2 separate regions of the Sus scrofa genome follow, and region 1 is linked to region 2. A link is a contact called in public Hi-C data. All regions are on one chromosome and are shown on one strand. The core of a region is the stretch at or near the end of the contact, and the rest is flanking DNA. Distances in the headings are between cores, read along the strand shown.

Region 1 (2,951 bases), core at 239-2,738, 120 kb after region 2:
CTGGGCGCCTGCGGAGGCGCGGCTGAGGGGCAGGGTCTCTAAAGCAGGTGAACAGACCGCCGAGCTGGGGCGGCGCGCTGAAATGACCGGGGCTCCCGGCTCCAGAGGGCTTGGCCAAGAGGCCAGCCTCCCGCAGGTGGCCGCGCCAGCGCTCTGCAGCCCCAGGTCCCGCAGCCCCAGCCGCGCCCCCCGGCCTGCTTTGGAAGCCCTGGTGGGGGCATCCACCACACACGGGAGGAAGCAAGTCATATAGCCTCCGCAGAGGAGGGGGCCCATCTCATTAGACACGTGAAAGGAGGAAGAAGCGCGGGAAAGGCACGCCAGCCTAGAGAAACCGCATGAGAAAGCAAGGCCAGGGTAGATGTGGGGAGGTCGGTAGGGCCTCCAGGTTTGCCTTCCACGTGCCTCCCTGCACACCGTGTGCACAGCCATCAAGGAAAGCGGACACAGGCCCGACCTCAGGTCCTTTCGCCCCCCCCCGGGGGGCAGCTCTGTCCGGCTTCCACCTAGGGCTCAAAGGCCATGGCCTGCTCCTCTGTCTGCAGCTTTTCCTGGATGACTCCAAAATGAAGAACTTCATCACCTGCTTCAAAGGTAGTGATGCGTCCTCCTCCCCTACCTTCCCTCTCCCTTCCGGGAAAGCCCTGAAGGGCCCTGCTGACCAACCTGCCGGCAGGTCTGCCCGCTGCAGGGGACTGGCCGCCCTGTGCTCTAAAGCCCCTGTCTAGAGTGAGGCCTGGCTGGCCTTCCCACAGCCGGCCCCAGCCCTTGGTGTGACCCAGGGCGAGCCGCTTGCCTGGGGCAGTAGGGTCCTGGAGGCTCTGGGCCGGACATGCTGAGCAGTCACGCTCTTTGACCCTCCTCCCCAGACCCACAGTTCCTGGTCTTCTTCTTCTCTCGCCTAAGACCCAACCGCAGCGGCCGCTACGAGACCTCCTTCCCCTTCCTCTCGCCCTGCGGCAGGGAGCGCAACTTCCTACGCTGCGAGGACCGGCCCGTGGTCTTCACGCACCTGCTGGCGGCGGGCCCCGAGCCCCCGCGCCTCTCCTACTGTGGCGGCGGCGAGGCCTTGACCGTACCCTTCGAGCCAGCGCGCCTGCTACCCCTAGCCGCTAACGGGCGCCTCTACCACCCAGCGCCGGAGCGCGCGGGCGGCGTGGGTCTGGTGCGATCAGCCCTAGCCTTCGAGCTCAGCGCCTGCTTCGAGTACGCGCCTGGCGCGCCGGAGCTGCCCTCGCACGTGCGCTGGCAGGGCTGCCGTTTCGCCCTCACTATGGACCTGGCCCCACTGCTGCCTGCCGCCCCGCCGCGCTGAGCTGCTGGCTGCCTGCCCCCCGGCCCCCGGCCCCCGGCCCCCCCAGCGGCCCCCAGCGCCCCCGCACCCCCCGGGCCGCGTCGCTGCGCAAGCGCCACCCGGAGAGCGCGCCGGCTGAGTACGCGTGCGCGGCGGAGGTGCTCCGCGGCCCCGCCCCACCCGGCGCTGTCCGAGGTGCTGCCGCGGCCCGAGCCCCAACGCGGGGAGGGCCGGGGTCACCCGCGCTCTGCTCCCTCCCCTCATCCCCGGCCTGGGGCGTCCTCGGCGTCCTCTGGTTCGGCCCGCGCTCGCGACAGCAGACCTGGGCGGCGGGCGGGAAGCGCGGGGGCTCCAGCGCGTGAGCGCGAGCGGCGCCCGCCCCTCCCCCGCCCGGCGCTGCTCGGTGGGCCGGGGTTCGGCGGGGGAGCCAAGCCGCGAGAGCGTCAGGTGAGGGGGCGCCCGACTCAAGGTCAGCGGGCGTGGGGGCGGGATCAGGGGCCGTCCCGGCTCTGTCCCCGCCGCTCACCGAGAAGGGCGTGTGACCTGGCGGAGACCACGCCCTGTCCTGAACCGGCCCGGACAGACCGCGCTGCTGGGGATGCAGGGGACATCTTGGGAGAGCCAGGGACCCGGCTCAGGCCTCGCATTGCGCCCGAGGGCGTTGTGGGGCTTCCTCCCTTAACGCCCCCCCCCCCCGCCCCCGCACAGATGGGTCCCTTGGAGGCAGTGGCAGGCGTCCGGTGTGTGACGCTCCACCCCTGCCTGGGCAGATTAGGGGGTTGTCCTCTGGGTAAAAGGATTTCTGGGCTGGCCTCCCCTGCTTTTCCTGCTTGGGTCCTCAACCCTGCCCAGGCCAGCCCATCTACACGAATCAGCACCTAGCCGGTGTCCGGTTGAACAGCAGTCCCCTGAGTCATGAGGAGGCCAAGAATCTTCCCTATTTGCAAGGCCTTGCCCCTGGAAGCCTGGTGGGGGCCCTTTTGCTCAAGAAGATGGATCCCAGGGGCTCAGAGAATGCCCCCAACTTCTTGGGGTTCACACATTCTGAGACATCTGGGAAGTGCCTCTGCCTGGGCCAAAACTGTTCCATTAAAACTTTTGCTGTGCCTACTTCTCTCTAGTGATTTTAAATTCGAGTTAGCATTTAGAGCAAGATTTAAACACCACCAAGCCCAGTTGGCGCCTTCTCACATGACTCACTCTCCCTAACAGGGAGACTGGGTGGACAGGCAGGTGTCCAGAGCAAGGACCATCTGAGGTGGGCCATGAGGCTAGGTGATGACACACCCTCAGCCCCATCATCCCTGTCTCCAGACTGGCTGGCTTCTCAGTGCAGGCCCCACCTTTAACACGGGTCACCTTGTACCCAGAACTAGCCTTCTCTCCACGCTCACAGCTGCTTGTGTATAAACCTCAACACACCACACATTCCTTCCTAGTCCAGGTGGTCACTGCTTCCAGAGCCTACCTGGGAAACTATGCTAGAAAACCAGCTGGTGGCCCAAGGTCCTTTTACACCCCAGCCATTCCAGGGCCCTGCTTACCCCAGAGATAGATGCACTGTCTGGGGACCAGCACGGAGAACACAGGCCCACAGCTTCTGAACTGGCTTTCCTATTGTTTGTCTCATCCCCCAATTCTCTAATAAGTTTCCCAG
Region 2 (2,922 bases), core at 180-2,679:
CCCTGTGTCATCCTGGGAGTGCCCCCCTTCCCTTGAGAGGACCAGGCTGGGGTCCAGGTTTGCAGGAAGACCTCTGGGTGAAAGGCTCCCGCAGGTCAGAACCACTAGGGTGCACAGTGTACCCGCAAGCCCTTGGCTGGGGCTTAGGACCTGGAGGGCAGCTGGGAAGCAGGCATGTCCCTCTCCTTTCCCATTGTCCACTCACGCGTCTGTTGTCTTTGCACAGATGCTCTCTGCGTGCGACCAGGGAGGATGCGGGGGACAGGAGAGTTGCACTGAGCTGCTGAGGAGCAGGGTAGGAAGAGGCAGCACAGGACCACGGGGAGAGGAGGTGGACCCGAGAGCCTGCTGGTCGAATGGGAGCTACGGCTGCCGGCCTACACCATAGCCACAGAGACACCGGATCCTTAATCCACTGAGCCAGGCCAGGGATGGAAACCGCAACCTCATGGTTCCTGGTCGGATTGTTTCCGAAGCCCCACGATGGGAACTCCTGTTGGCTTTTCCTTTCAACCTCACCCAGACGGCCTTTCGGGAGCTGACGCGGCCACTTTCTTCCTCTAGCTGGCTCTGGATCTCACCGGACTCTGAGAGGGACCTCGGGATTTGGATCATCAACCAGTAGGGTGTCAGGGTCTTCGCTGTGCACACTTTCTGTCCTGCCTCCAGGGGTGTGCAGTGTGAACGAGGGTCAGGCCGGGCACAGAGTCAGGCCGCAGCTGCAGACCAGCACTCCAAGGCCCGGAACCGGAGGGGAAGCTGAGGCTCCCAAAGACGCAGGCAGCGCCCTCCTCAAGGCTGCAGGGAGCTGGGCTGCTGAGGGGGAGGCTCCGGTCAGTCCCAAGGAAGCTGAGGTGACCGCTGCCCCCACATACAGCACAGAGAGTGGGTTTGGAAGAACTCCCAGAACAGACGGCTCCGGGGTCCACAAGAAGCTGGGGATGGGTGGGGCGCAGGGAGGAAAAAGTCTGACCTGATCTCAGGGTGCGCCACCTTTGGCCTGGGATCCTACACCATCCAGTATCTCCGCAGGTCCTGAGCTGTCCTGCCCCGAACCCCGCGATGAAGCCGTTCCCCCTGTCCCCCTCCACCCGGGGCACAGCCTGGGTAGGGGCGTCTCTGCAGTCCTGGGCCCAGCGGGTGCTTCAGCAAACCCAGACATAGATCCAATAAGGGGACCAGGGCCCTGGGACTGGTGACCCGAGTTGCGCTGGACTGACCCGGACGACCCTCTCGCTCGCGGGCCGCGTCGCCCGGGTCTGCTCCTCCACCTCCGTTCCTGGGCCTCGGCTCCGCCCCACCGCCCGTCTCGCTGTGACCCCGCCCCTTACCGGGCTACGGCCCCGCCCTCTCGGAGCTGCGTCCTTTCCCGCGACCTGGCCCCGCCCCTGCTCTGGCTCCCGGGAGGCGGGGCTGGGAACCACCGAGTCGCCCGAGCCTCCGAGCTGCCCAGAACGGCCGGAAGTTGTGCGAGAGAGCGGGCGCCCGAGGCCCGTTTCCGGCGTCGTCGCGCTCGTAGAGCCTCGGGCGGCCCTGGGGAGGGTGAGTCGGTGCGACGGACGTGGGTGAGGGTCCGGGCGGCCCACGTGCTCCACGCCCGCGGGCGGGGTGGCTGCCGGAGGGCCCCGCGCCGTCCCGCCTCCGACACTGCGGGCCTTTCGCTCCGCGGGCCTGTCCGCAAAGAAGCACGGGTCGCGCGGGCGTCTTGCAGAGTCCGTGGGCGACTGGCAGGGCGGTGGTCGAGCCTTGGCCGAGGCCGGTGGAGGCGGAAGGTGGAGTCCCGCGGATCCGGCCTCGTGGCAGCCTCGTCACCTTCCCGCCAGGTCTCTGCGTGCTCCAAGGGGCTCTCAGCTTCTTCCTGCACAACCACTCCCCTCTAGGAGCTTTTTATTCCGCCCCTCGAAGACCTAGTGGCAAAACGGCTGTGCCGTGGGTGGGGTAGGCTGTTTACCTTCTCAGAATTCTGGCTGCTGCTCGAGGCCTGCATTTCTCTGCAAGGGACCCAGAAACTAGCACTGGCAGCCACATGTCTCCTGGCCAGGCCGAGATGGGCACCCACCTGGCAGTGGTCACTGCTGACTGGGTCACCCTCGCTGTGCTCACGGCCTGGGGTTTCTGCCCTCAAGTAGTTTTGTTTGTTTGTTTTGGGGTTTTTTTGGACGTGGTGACCAGCAGCTTGAGGTGGGGATCTCAGTTCCCAGACCAGGGGTTGAGCCTGGGCCATAGTGCTAACCACTAGGCCACTAGGGCACTCCCCCTCAAGCCACTTTTTGAGCCAAACGCTCACCTAGGAACCCCGCTTTTCATTCTGACCTCCCTGGGGAGGGGCCAAGTTGTTGGGTGGGGACAGCCTCTTTATCCTCCTGGTTCTTGTCCTTCCTGCTTCCTCTTGATGCCTGTGATCCAGCCCCCCCCCCCCCCCCCCGCCCCGGCTCATTAGCCCTCTTCCTTCCTGCCTCATGCCCTTTGCATGTGCCGTTCCTGCTGCCCTAAGTGGCCTTTTCATCTCCATTATCTTGGCTGCATTAGTGCCAAGGGAGGTGACCCATCAGACGAAGTTGGAGTTTCCAAGTTTAAATGCTTTCAGGGCTCCTTGTACTTCGGTGCTGTTATCACAGGTGTAACTTGGTGTTTGGTGGAGTGGTCATTTAAGTCTTTCCTCCACTAGACTGTTTCATGAAGGCAGAGTCCTTCTTCACTGCTTAGTTGAGCACCTGGTACATGTGCCCCCCCCTTTCGTGTTTCAGAGTGATTTGCACTCTGCGCAAACTCTGAAAGGTGAATGAAGCTTCGAGGGGCAGATAATCAAGTGCCATGGCTGCTTTGGCCCTGCCTCACATCCCTGCCAGAGAACACCTGGGGTTGGAGGTAAAGGATGGGAGAAGGCAGTACCCCCAAGATTAGCCTGGAAATTAGGGCTTG

What was found. Hi-C and Micro-C count contacts between places; a contact is called where the count stands out from the background.
Region 1: a contact with region 2 is called in a Hi-C map of epiblast stem cells, with 1.9 times the contacts expected there. The contact joins the promoter of LRRC24 here to the promoter of ZNF7 in region 2. A contact is called at or near these places in 1 of 5 promoter capture datasets (fetal skeletal muscle), 2 of 47 Hi-C or Micro-C datasets (epiblast stem cells and liver) and 1 of 2 datasets of contacts at active chromatin or transcription factors (alveolar macrophages).

What each region holds. Positions count from the first base shown.
Region 1 is chr4:276,144-279,094 of Sscrofa11.1, forward strand. It overlaps LRRC24 (leucine-rich repeat-containing protein 24), which reads left to right and starts at 1,489. Exons shown (of 5, transcript XM_003125437.3): 1 at 1,489-1,741. C4H8orf82 (UPF0598 protein C8orf82 homolog) reads left to right here. Exons shown (of 3, transcript XM_021090544.1): 2 at 546-594; 3 at 870-2,405. The coding sequence ends at 1,315.
Region 2 is chr4:157,788-160,709 of Sscrofa11.1, forward strand. It overlaps ZNF7 (zinc finger protein 7), which reads left to right and starts at 1,430. Exons shown (of 5, transcript XM_013987971.2): 1 at 1,430-1,542. LOC110260418 (a long non-coding RNA gene) reads right to left here and starts at 1,354. Exons shown (of 2, transcript XR_002343668.1): 1 at 206-1,354.